Regions from separate parts of the Mus musculus genome. Here regions 1, 2, 4 and 5 are each linked to region 3. The links are chromatin contacts, called in public HiChIP or PLAC-seq maps. All regions are on one chromosome and are shown on one strand. The core of a region is the stretch at or near the end of the contact, and the rest is flanking DNA. Distances in the headings are between cores, read along the strand shown. Region 1 has its middle 65 kb from the start of Gm35593. Region 2 has its middle 120 kb from the start of Gm24212. Region 3 has its middle 21 kb from the start of Gm26331. Region 4 has its middle 18 kb from the start of Gm35593. Region 5 has its middle 96 kb from the start of Gm35593.

Evidence for each region. HiChIP or PLAC-seq counts read pairs in DNA pulled down with a chosen protein or histone mark.
Region 1: a contact with region 3 is called in an H3K4me3 HiChIP or PLAC-seq map of the SCID.adh cell line, with 4 times the contacts expected there. The contact joins two enhancer-like sites. A contact is called at or near these places in 5 of 484 Hi-C or Micro-C datasets (embryonic stem cells, liver and uterus), 2 of 115 datasets of contacts at active chromatin or transcription factors (the SCID.adh cell line and embryonic basal ganglia) and 1 of 9 other capture datasets (embryonic tail).
Region 2: an H3K4me3 HiChIP or PLAC-seq map of the SCID.adh cell line shows a contact between it and region 3, with 8 times the contacts expected there. The contact joins two enhancer-like sites. A contact is called at or near these places in 1 of 39 promoter capture datasets (hippocampal neurons), 46 of 484 Hi-C or Micro-C datasets (the G1E-ER4 cell line, the HPC-7 cell line, adipose-derived mesenchymal stem cells and 23 more) and 8 of 115 datasets of contacts at active chromatin or transcription factors (the SCID.adh cell line, astrocytes, embryonic basal ganglia and 5 more).
Region 4: a contact with region 3 is called in an H3K4me3 HiChIP or PLAC-seq map of the SCID.adh cell line, with 9 read pairs. The contact joins two enhancer-like sites. A contact is called at or near these places in 6 of 484 Hi-C or Micro-C datasets (cerebral cortex, cortical neurons, microglia and 1 more) and 2 of 115 datasets of contacts at active chromatin or transcription factors (the SCID.adh cell line and neural progenitor cells).
Region 5: an H3K27ac HiChIP or PLAC-seq map of VIP interneurons shows a contact between it and region 3, with 4 times the contacts expected there. The contact joins two enhancer-like sites. A contact is called at or near these places in 4 of 484 Hi-C or Micro-C datasets (cortical neurons, embryonic cerebral cortex, ganglionic eminence and 1 more), 4 of 115 datasets of contacts at active chromatin or transcription factors (the SCID.adh cell line, VIP interneurons, embryonic basal ganglia and 1 more) and 1 of 9 other capture datasets (embryonic tail).

The regions. Positions count from the first base shown.
Region 1 is chr8:89,359,672-89,364,138 of GRCm38.p6, reverse strand. No RefSeq gene overlaps it. Among named protein-coding and RNA genes, the nearest start is that of Gm35593, 65 kb to the left of the region's middle. Within about 2 kb of position 2,373, at least 2 of the 459 cell types and tissues checked have an H3K27ac peak or open chromatin away from gene starts, as enhancers often do. A contact at or near this core is called in the SCID.adh cell line, where this site is marked.
Region 2 is chr8:89,781,900-89,786,246 of GRCm38.p6, reverse strand. No RefSeq gene overlaps it. Among named protein-coding and RNA genes, the nearest start is that of Gm24212, 120 kb to the right of the region's middle. Within about 2 kb of position 2,561, at least 2 of the 459 cell types and tissues checked have an H3K27ac peak or open chromatin away from gene starts, as enhancers often do. A contact at or near this core is called in the SCID.adh cell line, where this site is marked.
Region 3 is chr8:89,566,395-89,571,075 of GRCm38.p6, reverse strand. No RefSeq gene overlaps it. Among named protein-coding and RNA genes, the nearest start is that of Gm26331, 21 kb to the left of the region's middle. Within about 2 kb of position 1,430, at least 18 of the 459 cell types and tissues checked have an H3K27ac peak or open chromatin away from gene starts, as enhancers often do. A contact at or near this core is called in the SCID.adh cell line, VIP interneurons and microglia, where this site is marked.
Region 4 is chr8:89,407,026-89,411,884 of GRCm38.p6, reverse strand. No RefSeq gene overlaps it. Among named protein-coding and RNA genes, the nearest start is that of Gm35593, 18 kb to the left of the region's middle. Within about 2 kb of position 2,729, at least 3 of the 459 cell types and tissues checked have an H3K27ac peak or open chromatin away from gene starts, as enhancers often do. A contact at or near this core is called in the SCID.adh cell line and microglia, where this site is marked.
Region 5 is chr8:89,328,615-89,333,129 of GRCm38.p6, reverse strand. No RefSeq gene overlaps it. Among named protein-coding and RNA genes, the nearest start is that of Gm35593, 96 kb to the left of the region's middle. Within about 2 kb of position 1,724, at least 2 of the 459 cell types and tissues checked have an H3K27ac peak or open chromatin away from gene starts, as enhancers often do. A contact at or near this core is called in VIP interneurons, where this site is marked.

The sequences.
Region 1 (4,467 bases), core at 1,124-3,623, 210 kb after region 3:
CTGGGATTATAGGCATGCACCAGCAGTCTCTACTGAGTCTCACCCTTCAGCACTGTTACAATGTCAAATACATTTCAACAGGGATTTTGAAGGAGATGAATAATCAATAACAAATGACAAGGCAAACATGGAAATACCACACTTGTACTTCTTCAGTTTGGGGAGTAGGTTGCCTTATACTCCCAGACTGCTTCTCTTCCTAATAGACAAGGACACTCAAAAAGCAGATCCTTCACACATCCCTGTTCAACCCTATGCAATGGCTCCTAAGTGATTTAGAATGAATGTCAACATCCTAGGTTATCCTGAGCATGTGGTCTCTACCTACCTCTGCAAGGCACATCTAAGAACGATTGCCCATTGCATCTCCCCATCATTGCCACAGTTCTTTCCAATTTTGAAGTAGTTTGCACCACCCCAACACAAGTTCTCTGGCCACCAGTCTGCTCTGTTCCGAAGCATAAAGGTGCCTCAGGCTTGTTCCCTGGAACTCATCTCCATCACCTCCTCTGGCAGAAAGAACTTCTCAAACTGCCTGCTGAGGGCAATCCCTCTCCTACATTCATCAGAACTTTCCTGAACTACATTTTCACCTTTGGTAGAATAAATTGATCACCCTAGAAGCACTTAGATGGAGGGAGCATCATCCTTGCCAAGCCAGAACCTGCATTTTCTAAACCCAGCTGAGCATAACATAGACTTTGAGTAAAGGTCTCTTGAATGAATTACATGATTCAAATGAGCCATAAAACTCAAATCCAAGTGGACTTAGTCACTGAGTCACCTCCTCGGGAAATCACCATGGTGTTCCCACAGGGACCATGTCTTAGCCCCCTTTTCATGCCTTCTTTAAATGTTTGTACTCAGGAAAAATGAAAGGTCTATCTCTGTGGGAGTTTTCTCTGCAATCTCAAGTCCTGTGCAATACCACAAAAAGATACGCAAATATCACCCCTCCCCCCAGCCCTTGCATGTAACAGAGAAGCTACTGTATGTAGGAAACCAGCTGCCCAAACTGAGAGAGTTAGCATCTCTAGGCATATGGAAAGATTGGATTAACACGCTTGTCCTTGTGAAGACATTAATATTGTTCTGTCACCGAGAAGCTGAAACACCTGATAAATCTCCATCTACAGGCAAATTTGTACATGCTAAGTGGAGTCATAATAATAGTGTTGTAATTCTTATTGAGCACGCTCAGAGTGGTGGAATATTTATAGCATCCTGTTCAATGTTACACACTTGGGGACACAAATTACAAACTCTTAGAGTTTGGGGGAAAGTTTATAAAAAGGGTGACAATAGAAATAAAATCTAATTTGGGGAAATTATGGTGGGAAATTACTCCACCAAATTAGAAATCATTTTTTATTTGCTTCACAGATGGTGTCCAGACAGACTAAAGAGAAAAGATAGATTTCTCACAAATGCAGCTAATGGACTGTCAGGTGTGCAGCCATTGGCAATTTCTCCAGAGTTAAATTGGAGTGACAAGTGTCATAACCAGAAAAAAATATCTCACTGCCCTCAATAGCAAGCTCTACTTCCCACCTGTGCATCGGTGACTCACTCAGGCTCAGGTGGTCTGGGCCCAGGTGACAATTCATAACCAGGTATGCTTCACATGTCTGTGACCAGCTGGTCCCCACAGCTCATTCTTCTCATGGGAGTAGCAAAACTCACAGGGCAAACCGAAACACATCAGCACTTTTCAAACTTGCACCCTGACCCACTACATTAGAAAACCTGAGGTCAAGGGACAGGAAGTATACTCTACCGTGATGGGGACAAAGCAAAGCTGTGGTTCTAACAAGCCATGCTGAAATGCCTAAATCCATCTGGCTGCTCTTATAAAACAATATAAGCTGGCTGACTTAGATACAATAGAAACCATTCCCCACAGTTGTTCAAGGCCAGTTCACCGTCTACTTTGTGGCCCGTATACAGTTCCCTCTTGCACTCAGTCTGGTACCTTAATAGGAGCATAGCTTTCATTTAGGAAGGCTCTGTCCCTGTGACCTCATCATATCGCAAGATCCTCTATGCCTAATGTCATCAACTTGAGGATCGGGTTTCAACACAAAAATTTTGAGTAAATATAAACATTCAGACCATTTCATGGGGAATAATTGTGCAATCAAAAATTAAGTGTATTAAAGAGGACTAGGATTCTTCAAGCAGTGATACAAATTTTTGTATTTGTTGTTCTGTATTTTGTATTTTTGTGTTTTGTTGGTTTTGTTTTTGTTTTCTATAGTCACACACACACACACACACACACACACACACACACACACACACACACACACACAAAATAAAGTGGAGTGAGAATTGTAGCCATCTTCACTATCCAGTTCTGGTAACAATGGCAATCTCCCTCTAGCGAACTTCCTTTTCTTCTATCTAATGCAAGTGAGGCCCATCTTACCTCTATTTTTCAGGGAAAACAAAAACAAACGTGAAGCTCAGAACCAATCAGAATGAGCCATCCTTTTGTCCATCCTGATTAGCTCAGGGGTAATCATGTGACCTACTACTAGCCAATGAGAGCAAAGCCTGAGTCTTTAACCTGCAGCTGCACAGCCCAGAAGTTTGGTGACATCTCTGTGGTAAACCGTCTCATGGGAGGCCTTTCCTTTTTCGTGTTGAGCCCTGATTTTCAGAGCATTCTAACCCCATTACCCAGATAAGCATCACTCTCTAAGATAGGATGATTTGCCCCCCCCCCCCATACCAAAGTCTCTCTATCAGTGAGTGACTTCCTACAGTCTTAGCTCTGGAACTCAGAAAGCTGGATAATCATCTTGAAAGCCTCATTATCGTCATAGCAACATAGTTAAATTATAATGTTCTAAAAAATTTTAATGCCACCATTTAAATAGAAGCCGGAAATGTTTTTTAACTGCATTAAGAACCAAACGAAACGTAGATTCCAAGACAAGTAAATTAAATGCATAAGTGCTAACATTATTTGTGTTGGAAAAACAAACGTTGTATGCCGGATAATAAGAAATATGAGTAGGTTGATAAAAAGATTGAGTATTTCTCTGTAATTGACTTTCCCGCTGCTCCAATTAATAGCGAATTTATTATGGGTTCTACACTGTGCTTGGAACACCGAATCTTCTGTCTTGAAACCTCGGGGCAGATAAACATTTTAGGTGATTAAAAAGAAAAAGAAAGCACATTTAGAAAATGATATTCAGGGAGCCTGCGGGAAGCGATCCATGCCATTCTTCACAAGTTCATTATAGAAGATGAATAAATGTCGAATTAACTTCGCTTCCTCTCATAAATGGCGGACATGGAGACAACAAACGCAAACAGCGAGGCGTGACTTGTTCTCCCTCAGCTTATGGCTTCCGTCACAGGCAAAGGAGGCTCCCCGCAAAACTGTGGGGTCATATCTACACCTAGGCTTCTGTAGTGTGAAGGGCGGAAAGGGGGAAAAGAGGGAAAAGAATAGCCACGAGGTCTCTCTCTCTTCTTGCCCCCACGACTTCAGAATTCTAGGTCCTCCCTGCTCAACCTGGAAAGTCTGAGTCTTCAAAAAATCAAACCTATGGAATGCCCTGCTTGAACCTCACTTTCACAGCTCAGCCTGGCACCTGTTTCCTAAAGACCAGACTCATTCCTCTCATTAGCATCTCTGTACAGTAAGCCAGCCCACCTGCCAGAGGCTGAAAAAGGACCAGTGTTTCTCACATCTGGAACCCAACCCTCTGAGACTGATGGAGGGCAAGTTGCTCTGTTCCAAAAGATGCTGGTCTTCTCCTAAGCCTACCCAGGAGGGCAGATCCCACCACAGGAGGTAAAAGGAAGGAAGTGACAACAAGGTAGTTTCTTAGGGCCCTGCTTCCACCAAGAGCACCTTCCTTGCTCACTTCTGCAAAGCAAGACTCAAGTCACACGGTAAGGAATGCCAAGAGGGAAAGGTGAAGAACTGGAGTTTTAATTCAATCTGTAGCCTCTACTTTCAAATGCATCCCTAAGCTGTGTTCATTCATTATATACTACGTAGCAAATACAGCAACATATATTTGCAAAGAACAAAATATGTGTGAGGATCAAGGTGTATGGAGGTAGAAGACACATGAGGTAGGGTCTTGTCATGTGACAACAGTGAACTGGTAAAGCAAATAAACGAAATTTCAGCACTATCATAGCCACCATAAAGTAAGTGAATTAATGAGATGTGAAGAGGGAGGGGCAGATTTGGAGAGTGAGTGATCAGAAAATCCCATCTCCCATTCGGTTTGAATACCAGACTCACATAAACAGCCAGGTCTTGGAAGTGCTAATATGTACTGGCTACTAGATGCTAGTTCAAGCTGGAGGCCAGTGGGACAGTGGATAATGTTTGCAGCTACAGAAGGAAGGTTCTGTTAGTTCTGCATATATTGATTAAGCTTAAAGAATAAAAACATATTAAACGTCTTCTTCGTTATCCGATGTCTTTATAACTAC
Region 2 (4,347 bases), core at 1,312-3,811, 210 kb before region 3:
CAAGAACACAGATAAAACGAAGCAAATGCCACCCTACACCCTCACCATAATTAATAGAGTATTGGTTTGTAAATTATAGATGCCGGGATCTGGTTGCCTTTGCTACTTGGTAACTGTGGGTTCCTGATCTTTGGCTCATGAGGACAGAGGTTTCAGACTATCTGTTCCATTGCTTTTGGTCTGAGGCGAGGGAGACACTGTGAAAATGGCTGGGTGTCAGATAAGGAGACTGCTGAACTCTGAACAGCCAGGGAGCAGAGAGGAACAGGAAGGGATCAGGGGCAAGATGGCCTTCAAAGACATCAAAGCTCGATGGCTAGTGCCGATCGGCTTTCTCTGAAGACGTCAGAAGCTCCACAAGCCAGTTGCCTCTCCGTGATGGCTCACCAGCGCACAAGCCTTTAACACAGGAGCCTTCAGGGAGAAACTTCACAATTAAACCTTACCAGCTTCCATCTCAGCATGTGATGGATGAGTCTGCATGTCACCCGCAAGCCATCATCACACTTCACACCTCTGTGCTGCTGTGTACTCAATAACTTTTCCTTAATGCAACTAAAGTTCTGCATATTTTTTATTGGCACTTCAAATCATCCCCTTTTATCCAAGAAGTGTTGGGATGCATAGATTCTTAAATGTCCCCGTCTACCTTCGACATTCTGGAATATGACATTCTTATAGCTCTAAAGGAAATAATCTGAACGATCACCTAAGTTCCTCTGGGCACAGTCTCCTCAACAGAGTCTTTGAACACTGGACAAGCCAGAAGCTTTGGTCCCAATGGTACTTTATTGGCTGTAGTTGATTCTTAGGTAAACTCTTAGAAAATTGTTGCCAACTGTGCCGCAGTGACTACACCTCCCATGGATCTCATCTGGGTCCCTGCTTCCTTGTTATTTATATTTACAACTTCTAATGTTCTATTTACCTTTGTGGCACCATACAAGTCTGAATGTCTTATACCACATGCTCACTCGGGACTGAAAAAGAAAACGAAGGCACGGTTTTTGAATTGCCCACTAGAGGGCAGCAGAGTAATGGGAATTGGGATAGTCCCTGGCTTGGTTGTAGACGTGTTGACATGTGATTTGGCAATTGAATAATTTTTGATACTGTCCTGACACATAAACACCTAGAAGCAGGTTTTCAAAGGTTATTTGCACTCTAAAAGAGGAATTAAGAAAACGAACTTGCATGCCAACAGTCATTTTCAATATTCTACAAAGAATTGCGGCCTCATTATGAGATTGCTTACAGAGAATACTCAGCTATGTTAAACCTGACTGGCAAACACGCGTTCAAAATAAATTAGACTGAATGGACCTGAGAAAATAGATCCAATGACTAATGAAACTTTCTTCTGAGGCTTGGGGGCCAGCCAACTTGCCCAAAAGAAGAAACTGGGTTTTATGAGATTTTGTTTACCCCCCAGCCCCCCAGTCTCCCAGACCTTGGGATCCCCAGACTCAGGGAATGATCAGGGTAAAACCACTGCCCACATGATCTCTGGTTGAAGGTAACTTTTGTGGCAATTTACTTTTAAGCTATTCCCTTATACTGGCCATGAAAAGTCAGCAGAAGATCCAAGTTTATTCCGTTGACATCCTCGAACCCTGAGAAATAGCCCATTTGTATTATCACGCTTTGATGTATTTCCCGTTTGTGGAACTTCTTTGGTGAGTTGGCATTTTAATTTAATTATACTTTTTACTAATGGTCTTTATTTTTCAGTGTCTGAGTGTAAAACGCCCGTAGGTTTGATTATCTGCCCCCTCTTCCTGGTGCAGAGGCACCGTGCAAATTTATAAACTGATAAAATGCAGTGTAAAACTCAGGGAGGTGAGGTTAGGAATCTGTATAGAAATTCTGTTTGAAAGATGAGGCATCTCTTCGCTTGCAGGGTGTACACCCCCTACACATAGCTCAGTATCTGGACTGGGTGTCCCTAATAAGAATGGCAACACAGTTGAAGCTCAGAGAGCATCAAGGACCATAAAGCGCTCAGGTGCTCAGTGGGTCTCTTCTGAGCCTCTGTATACACAAAATCATAGTCACCACCGTATTTATTTGTTCTTCTTCAATGCCCTCCCTGCACTGAGGAGCAAACCAGACTCTAGAGATTGCTAGGCAAGGCAAGCCCTCTACCACTGAGCCACCACCCCCCCTCCAAGCAAAAGTAGCTTTTTCTTGGCATGAGTTTTAGTTGTGTTTCTTGCTTTAGAATAGACTTTGAGTGTTGTAGGGAGCTGATTCTCTGAGAACATTGTCAGCGTCTGCCCCAAAGGCTCTCCCAGGACCTCAGAGCTGAGTTGCTGTGCTTTTCACAGCAAAGGGGGGGGGGCACTGAATGGCTATCCCCAGAGACACAGCTGTACACACCCATAGTCGCATTTCATGCAAGTGTGCTCCCTCTTCTCCTGATCCTAAGACATCGCTGACAGGGAGACACACAATTGATTCAATAACAGCCTTTTAAGAAGAAAGAAGGGCGAGGGGGGCGGGGATTGAAGAAAACTTCTAGGTAAAACAATCCAGTTTCAGAAGACTGGAAGGCAAAAAGCAGAGTCTCGTTTTAAAATCTTGGGAATCTAGTCTACAAGATTTTTTTTTTAGAGATGTATTTAAGTTCAATCCAGCTTCTGAGACATGTTCTAGCTTAAAGCTCAGAATCTATAACCTAAGTTATAAGTCAAGTTCACAAGTCCCGATCCTTCCTGCTCATGTTTAGGGATGGGGGCATGATAGCATTGTGTGTGTGGTGGCATTCTGGAAGAACGGGGGATTTTGATTTTTAAAACCCGCTGGCATGAGCTGTGTTTTTCTTGCTGTACTCATCCTGATGTCCGCCTGTCCTCATTGCCCTTGTCTCTCTGTCCCTGTTGCATTAACATGGATGATTTGCCTAATGTCAGTGAAGCAAAGACCAGGCCATGCTATTTGCTTAAACTCTGGGTGAGAATGTGGCAGAGACAGGAGAGAGGAGATGGTGGAATGGTGGAAGCATCTTCTAGACTGGAAAGCTGGGCTATGGGAGAGGGATTCAAGTGAGGAGAGCAGTCACGTTCTAGGCGACAGAAACCGAGGCCCCAGGAATTTGCCAATTACACACGTGGGAATGTGTGCAAGTTCCTAGCCATGGGACACATTGGCTCCATCTCCAGCAGGAAGGAGAGAAAGGAACACAGAGCGAAGAACAGAGTGTGCTAATTACCTTCCTCTGGGGATCTTATAAACTGGGATGTGTATGGAAATTGCCACGATGAATATGGTTACTGCAGGATCTAATTTTCCTACCGAGGAGCAAAGGGAAGGAAGCAAGGGCATAGAAGCTGGACTCTTTGATCTTCTGCTCTTCTTCCTCCTGAAGTCCCCATGCTATCTAACTGCCTGCCTTCTGTACGGCTATCCTGCTTGGGGATAACTCTCTCTCTCCCCTATCTGTATACACATTTTCTGCTCAGTTGCTTGAATGCATGAGATCTTTCTGCATCACGAGGGGGAGGATGTCAAGTCAGAGTACAAACGGGCACTGGATCTTTGGGGGAGGGTCTGAGATCTTTCTAGTTACCCTGGCAACGTGAGTTAGGGGCACAGGAAGGCAGTGGAAAATAGGAAAAGTTAGGGATGGGGTTTGGGGAGAGGATATATATCAAAGGCTTGAAAGAGGAGAGGCGAACTTCTAAATAAGGGGCTTGATTTGATGTTGACAGGAGCAGCCAAAGAGGGTTTGACATGAGATTTTGCCCTGAGCAGACAGAAAAATGAGGCCGTGATTTTTTTTTAAAAATATGGTAAGGATGTTTATCTTACATTAATAATTTGTTTAGCAGAGCCAGATGCAGAATCCAGGGTTCATGCACACTGAGCAAGCGCCACTTCTCAGGTACACACTTAGCCAGGTAGGTTTTTTTTTTTTTAATTCATGTACTTAATTTTGTACTAGTCAAAGGAGGAAGGAAGGAACGCCTTGACAGAATAAGACTGAGCCGCAAAAAGCCAGCCAGCATTGAAGATGCAGCGAGAGAAATGGAGAAGACGAAACAAATACCGAGAGATTCAAATCCTCTAGCTGATTCCAGGCTGGGCAGCAGGTTGGATTAATGCTAACCAGGAAGGACAGGTGTGCTTAATTACCTAATTGTTTTCATGCTTGCGTTGTCTACCTGAACTGGAAGCTTCTTTCTGGACTCTGACACGAACGAAGGAACTGCCTCTTCAGGGAGCACTCCCTGTGCGGCTGGAGAGAAGATGCTTGGCAGCAGAAAACCAGTTCTCCAGCTTCAGGACTGGCATGGCACAGAAGGAAGGTGTGTGCCCCACCCCACCCCACCCCACCGCCAAGCAGCA
Region 3 (4,681 bases), core at 181-2,680:
TTGCCATAAAATTCGTCTTCTCGGAGTAAACAAGGCCAGTCTGCATGCAACTCCATCAAGACATACGCAGCGTTGTTTGGGATAATGGATTTGATGGGAGTGAAAACAGTGGGGATTAAATGGACCCAGAATGGATAAATATAACTAATTGTCATCCCTTTCTATCCACATAAACATCCCTAGCACTGCAGAAAGGGAAGAGGGGGGCACCCTGCAGATACTCCTCTTAACTGACTGATGGCGCTGGGGCGGACAGAGTTCTAAAGACTTTCCCTCTGCCCTCAGTGAATTCGGCTTTTATGACCCCCACCCCCACCCACCCCCAACTCTGCAGTGAACACAAGAGCTGTACAACCCTGTTCAGAATAACTTCAAACTTCGTTTTCAACAATGTGGCTGGAACTTTTGAAGCTTGCAGAAGAACTCAGCTACTTTACACACACACACACACACACACACACACACACACACACACACACACACACACACTCACACACAAGGCAAAGCCTGAAATCAAACTTTAGAATTTTAAAAAGTTTTCATCGAGGGATCTGATTACTGCATGTGTGCACAGAGAGGGATAATATTAATGATTGCAATGGACTCTTTCTCACTGCAAGATTCGCTGTTGATTTTGTTATTTTGTCGCCCCCCCCCACCTCCCCCCAGCTGAGGACAGAACCCAGGCCCCTGTGCTTGCTAGGAAAGCACTCTACCACTGAGCTGAATTCCCAACCCTCACTGCTGATTTTGTAAATCGAGAATTATTGCTGCAAGCTTAGACAGTGCCTAGACATATACCTCGCACTAAAATACATCTATTTAAAGAAAGAAACATTTACATAGCTTTAAAAAAAACCTGTCACTTGACGCGGTAACTCCATTTGCAATGATTCAATAAATATAGTGTTTAACATTTGAAATGTATTTAAATCTGTTTTCACTTCTTTTAAGCTAAAGTTCAAAGACATTTGCAACCGAATGTCATTTATTATCAAGGCATGCTATTCATACCCGAATAGTGTTAGTATAGAAAAATGAAACTTCGAGTCTGTGAGTCATAGCAGTGTCTAAGGCTTACTCAGTAAAGCCAGCATGGCAACCTCTATCTGTGATCTCCGGAAGCTGATTTTTTTTTTTGATAGAAACTTAGAGCTGTCTTTCAAACAGAATCATCTGAAATTTAAAATTAGCCAAGGATTACAGTTTGCAAGAAGGCGTGTCTCCACCCCCAGTGTGAACCAGTGTCGTCAAAGTGAAAGGGGGAAGAAGGAAGGAATGGAGAAGATGTGGTTGTTTTGACACAAGGGAGAAAAGCTTTAGTGCCGTTTCATTTTTAACTTCATTTCAAATTATCTCCCAACCACCCTGGTATTTCTGCATGGAGATAATCACATCTCATCAGCTTGCGCCAGACCCGGCAGCTACGCAGCCAAGAGCTAACGTGGCTTCTCAGATCCGACCACTGAACACAGCTACAGCTCCGCAGAAGAATGGTGGGAACTGGCATGGCTGGATGCCCACCAGCCCCTCCAATATTTTGATTTTGTTTTTCTTTCTCTGGGTAACGTTAATTGTCCACAAGGTGTGTGAGGATGCCTCCCCTGGGACAAACCCCCAGAAAGGGAAAACACGAGGTTAAGAATGCATCACAAATCTGCCCCAGGGATGATAAGGATTTAGACTTGTTGACTAGCTGTGCAAGAACGGCCAGCTCGTGGATTCATGCACAGAAAACTGAAGAAGGCTCTTCTTGAGAAAAGTTAAAAAAAAAAAAGAATAAAATAAAAAGAATGGGTGTTTGGGAGACGGGAAGGCGATCCTGGTTTTAGACATAGGCCATCAGTTACTCCTAGAAACATTTGGGAATTCCCTGTCATTGAGCTTGAATGGGGACGCTGGGATGGTTTGTTTTAACACTGATGCATGGAAAATGAAGCCCCGCCCCCCACACCCTCTTAATGTTAGAAAAACTCCTATGTAAATGATGGACTGCCTTATCTTGATACCATTTGTCTTAACTTCGCTTCCTCTCACTTCAGTCATTTAATTTGTACGGCTTCCAAATCAGAGTGACTGTCATCTATTAGTCTCCTTGGTGACAGAGGGCAGGGGGCTGTTGTATTGGAGTTAATAAAGCAGAAACACAAGCCTAATTATTGGGAAGATAAACCACGCTGGCAGGGTTTTGTCCTCTAGGGTTGGAAGTCTTGGTACCCAGATATTTTGGAGTTGAGTCCCTATGCACAGGGCACACAGTCGGCAGCAGGTGGGGACACATGTTTTTAGGTTCCTGATACTGGTACATTTCAACAATCGGCATCCCTAGAGGGTGGGGTGGCACTGCCAGGGAGCAAACCTACCATCATTAATCAAATGAGATCTGTGCCGGGGCACGGGGCGGGGGCTCAGAAATGCAAGGGGTGAAGCTGGAAGAAAGTGGTGTTTTGGTTACAAGTGTAAGCATGTATATGTAAGCAGAGCCTGTGCACACATATATCGAGTAGCTCAGTGTAGTATAGTGAGCTGTGAATGTGTGTATGTGTATGTGTGTGAGAAAGAGTGTCACAGAGAGAGTCTTGCCAGCACTTAGACTATGGAAAAATTTAAACATGCATATATATATACACATACATATATATACACATGTATGATATGTTAGCATAGATGCAGTGATCTAAATGTTAGCGACTGAAACCTCAATTTATTGATTATTGAGAAGTCCAATTTTGTTTCTATAGGTTGATGCACACACATGACTATATGTTACTTATGCAAGTTGCTCATGTCTGAGAACTTGACCACCTAGATAGTTTTTCAGACATATTTATGGCCACTCCAATGTTATCAATGCTACTGTTGGCCTCCTGGGCTCCCCAACTCTGGAAACAGAGAGGAACAGACAGGAAAGTCTACCGGTGTGGATAAAGTCAGGAGCAGGAGGAGACAGTCCTAAAGAAAGAGGGAAAGGGGATGGAGTTCCTGGCACCTATTGCAGCTGCACTGCGAGCTGCCGCAAAGTGAAGGCTGAGTCTGGAGAATGATTCTATTAGTGTAGCTTTGTCCAACAAATATTAAAATTGCAAAGTAATTTGCCCATTTGACAATGGCTAATGAACTTAAGTACGCAGGGTGAACTTTAATAATTGAGGAAATTGTGCAATTAAACTAAAAGCCGCTGAAAATTACAAATAAAATTAACTCTCCGGCTTAGCGGGAGTGTTACAGCTTCCAGCATTGTGTGGGTATCAGGAAAGCCTGGGAGGAAAGGTTCGGGTGGCTGTGCCTTTCATTGTGATGACTGACCATAAAGATATTGACCTTGTTTTTCTTTTTTTTAATGCAAAGCATAGGAATAATACTTTTTCGCAACATGGTTCAGAGTGACCATGTGGTTGGAATTACGCAAAAACATCTCACTGGCAGGATATGTTTTAATTCTGATTTCAGGTTTATGATCTTATCTGTTACTACTTTCAATTTAAGTGGATTACATTCAGCAAAGATCCTTTTACCATCCTGGCTGGGCTGTCTCATGCTATTAGCTTGTCTCCGTTCAGCTTCTGGAAGCCTGTGAATACGTAAGACCATAAGAAGCCTCTTAGGTTCAACCAGGTTAGACTGTAGACACCAGATTAATATTTGATAACGTAGAAGGGCTCTTAATCAGCTTTGCTTATTTTGCGACAGAATGTTTCTGCAATTATGATAATTGTTATGCTAAATTTGTTTGTCTTTGTATCTGGCTTTGAGCATAATCTTCTCTCTTGAAAGCCACTCAATGTGGGGCTTGAGATTCCAACACAAAACCCAATTAATATTAAGATGACAGACATGATGAGCTCCCAAAGAGACAACAGCTGAACAGACTCTAACATTCGTAAGTACAGATACTTGAGTGATCAAGTACATCTGAGGGAGACACACGATTCAATAATCCCTTTTCTCAAAGAAGTCAAGAGCCCCGTGAGCTGCGAGGGAAATCAAAGGACCACATCAGAAAGAAAATGACGGGTCTGCCCCTGTAGCGTCTCTATTAAAATGCAAACATTATGGATTTCTTTCGGGGTGATGGGAACCTTTTCTGTTTTTATTGATTTCTTTTTATAGCTTGATGATTTCTCTAAGATTACCTTAAAAGCTTAGAGGGGAGAGAAGGGTGCACCATCAAAGGGTAGCTTGCATGACAAGAACACAGGTATTTCGGCTAACATGATAAGGCAAAGGTGGAGTGTGTCCAGGGGACAGAGGTCCTACTTGCTCACCACTGGGACAGAGTCATGGCCTCCCTGGGGCAAAATGGAAAATTTACAGGCTCTTCTGGCCTGAGTGGTCAGCACACCTTGTTAGCCGCTGAGCTGGCCAGCTCCAAGGAGCTGCTTGCATGCTGGCACAGCCTGGGTCCTCCCCAGAGATGGCAATATTAAACACCGTGTTAACACGGGCATTTCCACCCTCCTTGTACAAAGCAACTTTCTTTAATCCCTGACCCCCAATTTCCCAGCATCACAGGCGACTGTGAGGATTTACAGCTGCATTCAGTGTCTGAGGGTGACATCCTAACCCATTGATTTGTAATCAGAAATTGCTTTCCTGTCACTTTAAAAGTGAGGCACTAAGGGGCAATAAAAACAAGGCTGTTGAGCTAAAAATGGAGTTATGGGTCAGGCTCTTGGCTATT
Region 4 (4,859 bases), core at 1,480-3,979, 160 kb after region 3:
ATGAGGCCAGCCTAGGCTACACAGGAGGATCCTTTAGAACTTTCGACAGATAAACTTTCTCAACAACCTATGTTTATTTGAAATATCTTTCCTAGAACTCGTAGGTCATTCCTTATCAATATTGTTTCCTTGTCCAATGAGCTATATGAAGAAGCAAAATTTTCACTAGGATTTGGTTATAGGCTGTTTTGTTGTTAGGTTGAGATTGCTGCAGGCTCTCCACATGAGTCTTGACCAGTAGGTGTAGCTAATTGTGGTAAATATCTCAAGTTAATGGAAATCCCTGCAGAGAGAGATAATTCAAGCCATTCCCTATTTTATAATGAACATTCTTAAAAACAAAACAAAAAAAAAGACTTCTTGAGTAGGAAAGGAAGGGGTCTTGAGAGGGAGTGGGAAGGGATAGAAGGTGTCCCTGTGTCCCCAGGAATTTTACAAAGGGAATCTGCAGCCAGTGTTTCTTCAACAGGTTATAACAGGACTCCAAGCACTCTGCATCCTCTAAGCCTGTAATTGTTCCAATTCAGATCAAAATGAAAGAAGTTTAAAGTCACAAAAGCAAAAAAGGAGGAGTGGCTGCCTTGAAGGGATCTGCACCTGTCTCCTTGGACATGAGTGTTTGTGGCATTCATCTTAACGCTCCCATGTATTGACTTGGGCTCTGGGCAGACAGGCATCTCTAGCCACTCTCTGGCAGGGCACACCTGCTTTGCCAGGCTCTCCCGTGGCTGGGCAGAATTGCCCAGATGGAGGCAGGAACTCACACCATGTTTGCTGGCTACAAGATGACTTTGGATAGTGGGGTCACCCTCAAATCTGGCCATCTTGTAACTTGTGGTTCCTACTCCCAGAACTTTTAACAGAGCAGGCCACCACTCTTTGGCGAAGACAGGAACTCCATCCTGGCTTTGCTGACGTGTAGTGGTACACAGTCACCTCCCCCAGAAACCAGGTAGGGTTGAAGAAATCTCCAAGTCTCTAGCCAGTTCTCCAACTTCTTGGCTGAAAGAGCAGATCCCATGTCAATCTAGGTTCCCGGATTACCAGTATCTCATCCAGTACCATCTTCTGTCACACTATGAATCTAAATAATGATGACCTTAAAGCAAGGCTACATCTGTCTGTGGCCCTCACCATCTGCTCCAGCAGTCTTAAACCTCTTTCATGAATATGAAATTTCAGAATACCCCAACCTCAAAGTATCTAATCCATGCCCACTCTTCAGTGAACACAGCCCAGGAGTTCACCCTGCTTCTTCCGGTTTGCACACTGTCTTAACTTCAGTGTGTTCCTACCCCTTGTTCACGCTCTTTGGTGATGGACGTGTTGGCAGCTCAGATTCCCATCCCTCCTCAGGAACAAAACAGTATTGATCACTTTCCTGTTGCTGTGAATTACTGACAAGGAACAACAGAGGGAGGATCTACTTTGGCTCACATTCAGCTCGCCGTGGTAGAGAGGGCATGACAGTGCACACTGCATTCAAAGTCAGGACACTGAGGAAAATGAATGCTGGACTTGGCTTGCTTTCTTCTTTATTTGTAGCCAGGACTGGAGCTCATGGAGTTGTGCTACCTCCATTTAGATAAGGTCTTCTCACCTCGGACCATTCTAGAAACTCTCACAAACACACCTAGATGTGTGTCTTCTAAGCACAAATTTGCTCCTTGACAACTTGACACCCGAATGAATCACTTTTAAGCTGCAACCTTCCGCCACTTGTCTCCACAGGCTTGTGGCCATCTCCTAACATAAAATGTGTTCGGTCCAACTTCAAAGTCCCAATAGTCTTTTAAGTTTCAGCGCCATTTGGAAGAATAAGTTTCTTTCTAGCCCAAAGTTCAAAGACCTGCTGTTAAAGAAGTAGTTCTCTACATTCATTTAAAAAAAAAATCAAGGAGTGGGTATGAGAAGAAAAAGAAAGACACCTAGAAGTTTTTAAGAAAAAAGATGACAGCAAAACTTTGGAATGAACAGAGGCCTTAAACTGGCCCCCTGTGTAATGTCTGTCAAGCAGAATGGATGGAACTAGCAGGTAACACCCCAAGCCGTACTGGCCTCTTCCCTTCTGCAGCATCTCCCTATTGTATTTGGAAATTTAGGTATGGGGGCTTCTAGCTTGAAAGCAAGATCAAGGAACCACACTGTTAGTCATTTGTGGTCTACCAGAAACTAGCTGCTGATCAAAAAGGCCAAGAGAGAGGTCCTGCTTCTGGCAGGGCACAGTCCTGAGGACAAAGCACCAAAGCCGATTCTAGAGGCTTCTGCAAAGTGAGGGCTCCACGAGATGGTCTGGAAGTTTCCAGTCTGCTATAAAATCTTATGACGTATGATTCATCTGCTCATTGCTACAGATGATTGAATCTGTCAGAGCAATAAATGTATGAGGGAAAGATTACACCAGATATTTCTTTGAATCTCTCACAGTGTAGAACGGGAGATAAGCATCAAACACTTGCTGATTAGATGACTTCTCCCAGGGCTCAAAGTTAGATTGATGCTCACAAACCAGGAGAGCCTATTACAGACTGCAGACTTACGTCTGAAAACAGGCAGAAACCACACAGATAAGTCGCCTAGCGGGAACTGCATACAGCATAAAAAGAAAAGGAGAAAAAAGAAAACACTGAACAATTCTCAAATGGAAACTGTCGAAACAATGCTGGGGGATGAAAAGGAGTCAAAATGAGTTTCCTCTGGCACCACAGAGCCATTGGGACATAGTCTAGGGGGAATTGAAACTTGCTACCCTGGAAAATAGATTCATCAGGATGCAAAAATCCTACAGCTTCTGACCTGTCGTCTCCACTCCACGTTGCCCCAGAAGCACTTTTCAGGAAAAAAAAATTGAAGGATGTCCTAGAGTGAGAAAATCATTAAGGCCGGATGAGGCCCGACCCTTCTTTTATTTTGTGCATTTTCCCTGGAATCTTGTCTTTTAAAGAATTTTTCCTGCATCATCTTTCCAACCCCAGTGTCTTATGAGTGACCTGAGCCATACTTTAGCTGTTTGTAACTGTTTTCTTCAGAAATTCCAATCACCTGTTGGCTTGGACCCACTTCTCCAGTGCCTGAAGTAAGGGTTGAGAGGTCCAACGTTCTCCCACACTACAGTCCACCATCTTGCTGGACTGCCATTTTGCCCACTGGTCACCCCAGGTTTCAAGACATCCATGTAACTTCCATTCCCACTCATATCTTTTTCTGCCTCATGGCTGGGAAGAGAGGTATGGGTAGATCCCCTGCTTCTGACTGCTTCTCGTTGGGAGAACAAACTTCTCAAGCTTGCTGGGCTTTAGACCAACTCAGTAAAGACATCTTCAGTCTGCTGCCTCTAGTTGGTAAATCTTACACAATTCCCAGAGCAGCAACATCCATGGTACATGTGGGGTTTTTTGTTCTTATTCTGGAATATTACATTAAAATGAAACATTTAATGATTGTTTAAACGCCCTCATTCTACAACTTGGGGAACTCAGTCTCAACCAAGATTAAAAGTCAACCACTTTAACATGTGATCAACTGAAGGAGTCCTTACTCAGCATGTAGATCCTACTAGTTTTGTTAACACCCTAAACAGTATTTGCTACCCCATGGGTGATACAAAGAATTTCCTAGGCGATTTTGACTGTGCACTCTACTTATACACCTTAAAACTGATAGTGTATGCCCACTTTCTTTCACCATAATGCAATATCTATGACATGTCTTTTTATTAAGTAATAATCAAGTAATTAGGTGATTATTAAAAAATATGTTTCTCTAGATAATAGTTCTATATGTTCTAAGTGCGTGTCAGCATCATAAAGTCCATCTAGAGAAATGGCCAAGGACATCATCACAACACGCATGAGGAGGATAGCACAGGACAAGACAGAAGGCAGAGAGTGTGGTGTGTGCCTGGGGTTTCTCTCTCTTATAAAACTGATGCAGGTTTCCATAGGAACCACATTAGGGATATTCTGCCAATGACCTAATGACACCCCCTACCACTAAGCCCTGCTTCTTAAGTGTTCCACTGGTATATACTAAATGTCAGGCTTTCACACACATATGTAGCACGTAGCACCCATATGTGGCAACACTTAACTGTGTATATTGAGAGTTCTGTGGAGCCGCTTTATGGTGTGGCAATAGTTCTGGACACCAACATATGCAAAGCTGAAGTTTAATACACTGTGGGAAATTTCTAGGCCTGTAGGGCTCATGAGATTTGTGTGGTGTTAAAGACCAGTATCATGATGGCCTGATAAGGTCAGGGCTGCCTTGCATTACAGCCAAGGGTTTTAGGTTTTTGTTGCAAGTTGGAATGGTAGACACCCATCAAAAGGATCTAAAATAAAAACTTAATAGTGTTTGCATTTTCATTTTCTTAGGAAGGTAAGAAATCACTTGCATAAAGAAAATAGTTGATTTCCAAGAAAGTATTAAAAACCATGTCCAGAAATTGATGTGAGGGTTAATGTATGTACCATGGAGAGGAAGAGGTAGACGAGAAAATTGGGGACAGAACAGCCAAACCCCAACAAGCAACTGGATATAGCCATTGATTGAAACAACAACAATATCAGCAAAAATAAATAAATACCAGGGTAATTGAAATGTTTTAAAACATCATTTCCACAAAATTGCTATTCAAATTATCCAAGCATGAGTACAACTTCATTTTCAGGCTACAATCCCAAAGAATAATCCCGTATGCTCTACTCCAAATAGCATCATGGATTTAGCCCAAATTAAACATGAATTGGAAGATGGTGCTTTTATTCATTCTTGGGTTCTCAATTTAATTAACATAAAAATTTCCAGTAGCTTCCAAAGCCGGGAGTCATTAGGGTCCCGACCCTTTTATAGGGTTA
Region 5 (4,515 bases), core at 475-2,974, 240 kb after region 3:
TGTTTTTTCCTTGCAATGTTGAGGGTGAACCCAAGGTCTCCTGCAAGCACTTGCCAAGAAGTGAATTGCATCAAGCTAAGTCCAAAGCCCACTTTATGCTTTTATCCATCATTTCCTGGTGATATCCACTCTAAAATAGTCTTGTAGTCTGTAGCTTGTCTTCCAACTTTGCATAAGGTGTCCTACATCATACTGAAGATTTTAATTTCAGTGTTGGTGAATCTCTCTGTATTTGCACGCATGTCTGTACGTCTGTCAATATGCTTGTACATAGAACAGTATGGGCAGAATTAACACATTTGCATGAGAAGGTCTTCAACTTTATGTTCCAAAAGTTTGATGTGGGTTTTCTTTATGGGCTTATTACAGATCATCAACTATTCCAGCATTATTTATTGATTTTAGTCTGTCTTTCATTCCATCAACTGCAAGCCAACCTTGCCTGTGACCTGGGCATCCTTGTTAGTGTCTGCCCTCCACCTTCTTGAATGTTGTTACTCTGGTCTGTGCTAAGCTCCAAAGCACATTTTTCTCCTTTCTGCTTAGAGAAAGAACATTTTAAGAATACAACCAGATCATACTTCTCAGGTTAAATTATCCATGCTTTGTTGCTCGATGAAACATCTTAAGTATTTTTGAATGTGGCTAAAGCCATCATTTTTCATGCCCATAGAATATTTCTTCCTTTTGGGAACTCTGTAATTTTATTTAATGATTTCATCCTGATGAGCCTTTAAACTGTTTTTACAAAATATAATATAGCCCATCCACTTATTATAAGTGCCCATGTTTTTGTATTTTAGGCAAGTTAGCTAGTGTTTAGAAAAAAATCAGTAAACAGTAGAACTCTGGGACTCAAAGAGTGGGTGAGATTTCTCTCTTGTTTCAGAGTGCGAAAGCTTCCTCTACAGCAGTGGGTCTCAACCTTCCTAAAGGATGTGACCCTTTAATACACAGTTCCTCATGTTGTGGTGACCCCCAAGCCATAAGGGTATTTTTGTTGCTACCTCATAACTCTAATTTTGCTACTGTTATGAATCCTCGTGTAAATATTTTTGGAAACAGAAGTTTGCCAAAGGGGGCGTGACCCACTGGTTTAGAAACACTCCTCTAGAAGAATTAGACTAACCCCTCATGACATACTAAAGTCTTCATCAAAAGAAAATGACAAGGTCACATCTGAGTATTAGAAAGTGCATCTTCAGGGTGGCACAGAGCAAGGTGTATTACAAAATGCAACAGAGAGGAAAGTTTGAGCACTGAGCTGCAGACATGCAATACTACACTGGCTGAGAGTGCCAAAAACATGGTGAGCAGAGACCTGCAGGATTCGCCATCCTGAGAGAGCGATCTCAACTGAACAGTCAGAAGCTGCAACTGCTGAAGGACCACGGGCAACCACTGAACATTCTAAGGGCATCTTGGGACCACCTTTATACCACAAGAACATAACTGTCTCTCCGTCGGTACTTACCACAGTAACAACAGTAACTGCTTTGGTAGTACCGGTTGATGAAATGGGCTCTTTGGAAAAGCATGGATCTGGTTGGCTGATAACCGGGAGTTTCCGCAGTGATCCATGGGAGATGATCTGCCAGGCCGCTGATGGCTGGAGATGGCTAAGGATGCCGCAGACCTCGCTGGAAGCTTTCCTCAAACGCTCTGAATTTCATTCATACTGTCCTCGGCATAGAGTGTGTTCAAGCTGGAAAGAGATGAAATTTCCCAACATGCTGGCACCAAGAGAGAAAAGACAAATGACATAAAGGCTGCCTACAACTTCCTCTTCCGCAAAGCCAAACCCGGAGTCTCCCTTTTGATAATATTAAAAAGAGGAAACGCATTTTGCATGAAAACATGTTTTAACTGTATTTGTAGCACTCAATAAATAAATTACAGGTTTTATATCATTCCGAAAGTGCTGTCAGTGGTTAATTCAGTTATTAACTCCACACGCTTGGGAGGACCAACTCAATGCCGGCCCATTTTGGAAGAAGGTTTGGGGATTATTCAGTTGGAATCTGCTGCTGGAAAGTTGGTGCTGCTTTGGGGGACCGAACATGAGTAGCCTGGCAGAAGCTGCGGGAAGCAGAGACTCTGTCCTGCCCATTTACAGCGGCTTTTAAATTCCATAAAAAGGAAATGAATTATGCATTATTGGGTTTACATAAGGTCACCCGGTGAACTCTGGCCTCTCTCTTTTCTCATTTGGCTCAATTATTAGATGAAATGACAGATTTGATCTCTTTTCAAATTGTATTAGAAAGGGTCTCTTTATTTCACCCTCCAGCAGCAATTGGATGACAGGACTAAGCAAGAGCATTAATTATGATTGATTTAGAGTGTCTATAGGGTGATTATTTCTAGAATTCTACTCCCAAGTCCAAACCTTTTGACCTATTTCAGGCCACCCAGCAAATTAATCCATAGGAAGATTTGAGGGGGCACTGCTTGGAATGGTGGCTTCCCATCCGCATTTGCAATCAAAACATTGAAGATGCTTGGGGCAGTCCAAAGGGACTGAGTTAGTGGGACACTTCAGGGTGAGGCCATCTAAGAGATTGACATCTCAGTATAAAACACCTCATATGTGCTAACCAAAAATGGCATTAGAGTGATCCCAAGGGAGAAGAAGACTAACACTCTCTGCTAAGTGAGTAGAAAAATATATGCAGATATGTTCTTAATATATGTCATAACTCTGTGAGTTTATTGGAGTCTTGCAAACATGCCTGTTGTTGGGACATGCGTTTCCTCCTCTCTCCTTTCCAGAGGATTAAAACTGACAGTGCTAATTAAAGATGGAAAGAAAAGAGACCACTGTCAGACGGGAAGCATAGGCCTGAATTACAATGAGGCCCAAAGGAGGAGAATATGGGGAGGCCTCATCATTAGGGGTTTCCTTCTAAGTGCCAGGAAGCTCCCTGCAGATGAATCCTGTTCTAAAAGGGGAGTATTTAACCAAAATTCCCACCTCGGAACTACTACTCCAGAAGAATCTAGAGGAAAGGTTCTAGAATCGGTGCCACTAACTCAATGCACTTAACCCTAGCACCTCCATCTTGTGGCCTTACCTAGCTAGAATGGAAGGAAGGAAGGGGTTTGGATGAGGCTGGGAAGGCCCTCTGTAGTGTCCCCACGTTGTGACTGAGTGCTCTGTTCTTTCTGTGTTCTCTGCCTTCCGCTATAGATGCACAGACTGCCTAGCTGCAGCAGACCCCGTGATGAGAACCTAAGAGTGTGTGTGTGTTTAGGAAGACAAATCATTTTTGCTGTTTGTTATTATCTTCCATCGACACTGATGGAGGCAGGTCATGGGAACAGAAGGATCTTTTTGTTTGCTGAGGACAAACAGAATTTCTATCCTTACACTTGAAGTAGTATTAAGGGGCAGAAGGCAGTAGAAACTAGGCCAGGGAAGGGGGTGGGGGGTGGGGGAATGAAGCTTAGCAGAACAGAAATGATAGGAACGTCCAGCCTAGAATGATCTAGGAGCAGGACAGAGCCACTAGGTTATGGGCAGAGCAGTAAGGGCACAAAAGAAATAGAAAAAGTGGGTAATTGAATCCCCAAACCATTTCATCCATGTTCATCCATGGATCTTCATTGCTGCAGACCAGGCAGAGGCCACAGTGAGTGACAGCTGTCAAAGGAATTTGTGGATAAGAAACTGATACCCTTAGTAAATTCTGTTCCTGTGATGCTTCTCAAAATGTTTCGGAAGAAATAATGCCACTTGAAACCATGCCAAGGAAGATATGACCACGAGTTGACTGTGGGTATTTCTTGGTTCCTGTTTCCCCTCTTGGCCTCAGAGTCCCTGCTTGGAAATGTGGGTCTGCAACCAAGAAAACTGTGACTCTCTTTCCTGGCTCCACACTCCATGTTCTATATCCCTGGGAGGCATTTCCACAGTTACAAAGGACACACTGGGCTGCCAGGGCAACTGTTTACAGGAACCAAGCAGGTTATAGCAGGGAACGAAGTAGGCCAGATTTAAAACAGAAAGGAATCATAGACACTATGTCCAACAGGAGATTGCAGGAGTCACATTAAAATGCTGAAATCGAAGTATTATTAAAAGGGCGGTGCATGTCCAATTCATCTGCATTCTGAGAACCAGCCAGGTCCTGGACTTGCTTGGTTCTCTTAACCTTACCTTGACTCAGTACAATGCTGGCTGACTCCTGTTTCTTGAGGGATCAGTTGCAGTAAACAGGGGCAGCCAGGCTGTCACCGTCATCCCAGAACCTGGCCATCTGTTAAAGCTAATAAGTATAGGCAACTTCTTGGTGTCAGCTCTCAGACCCCCTCATAGCTCTATGATATCACAGGCAAGACTACATGTGGCTTAATGAAAGCTAAGACATAATCCAAACAAGCTGGCGACAGAAGACCTTACAGGATCTCCAGTATAGCACACAAAGCCTAAAGATGGAGGGGCACAGGACACATTCCCAAATCCCCAGATGGCAGTTCCCAACCCTGGCAGCTGAGAGTCTCCATTCTGGACTT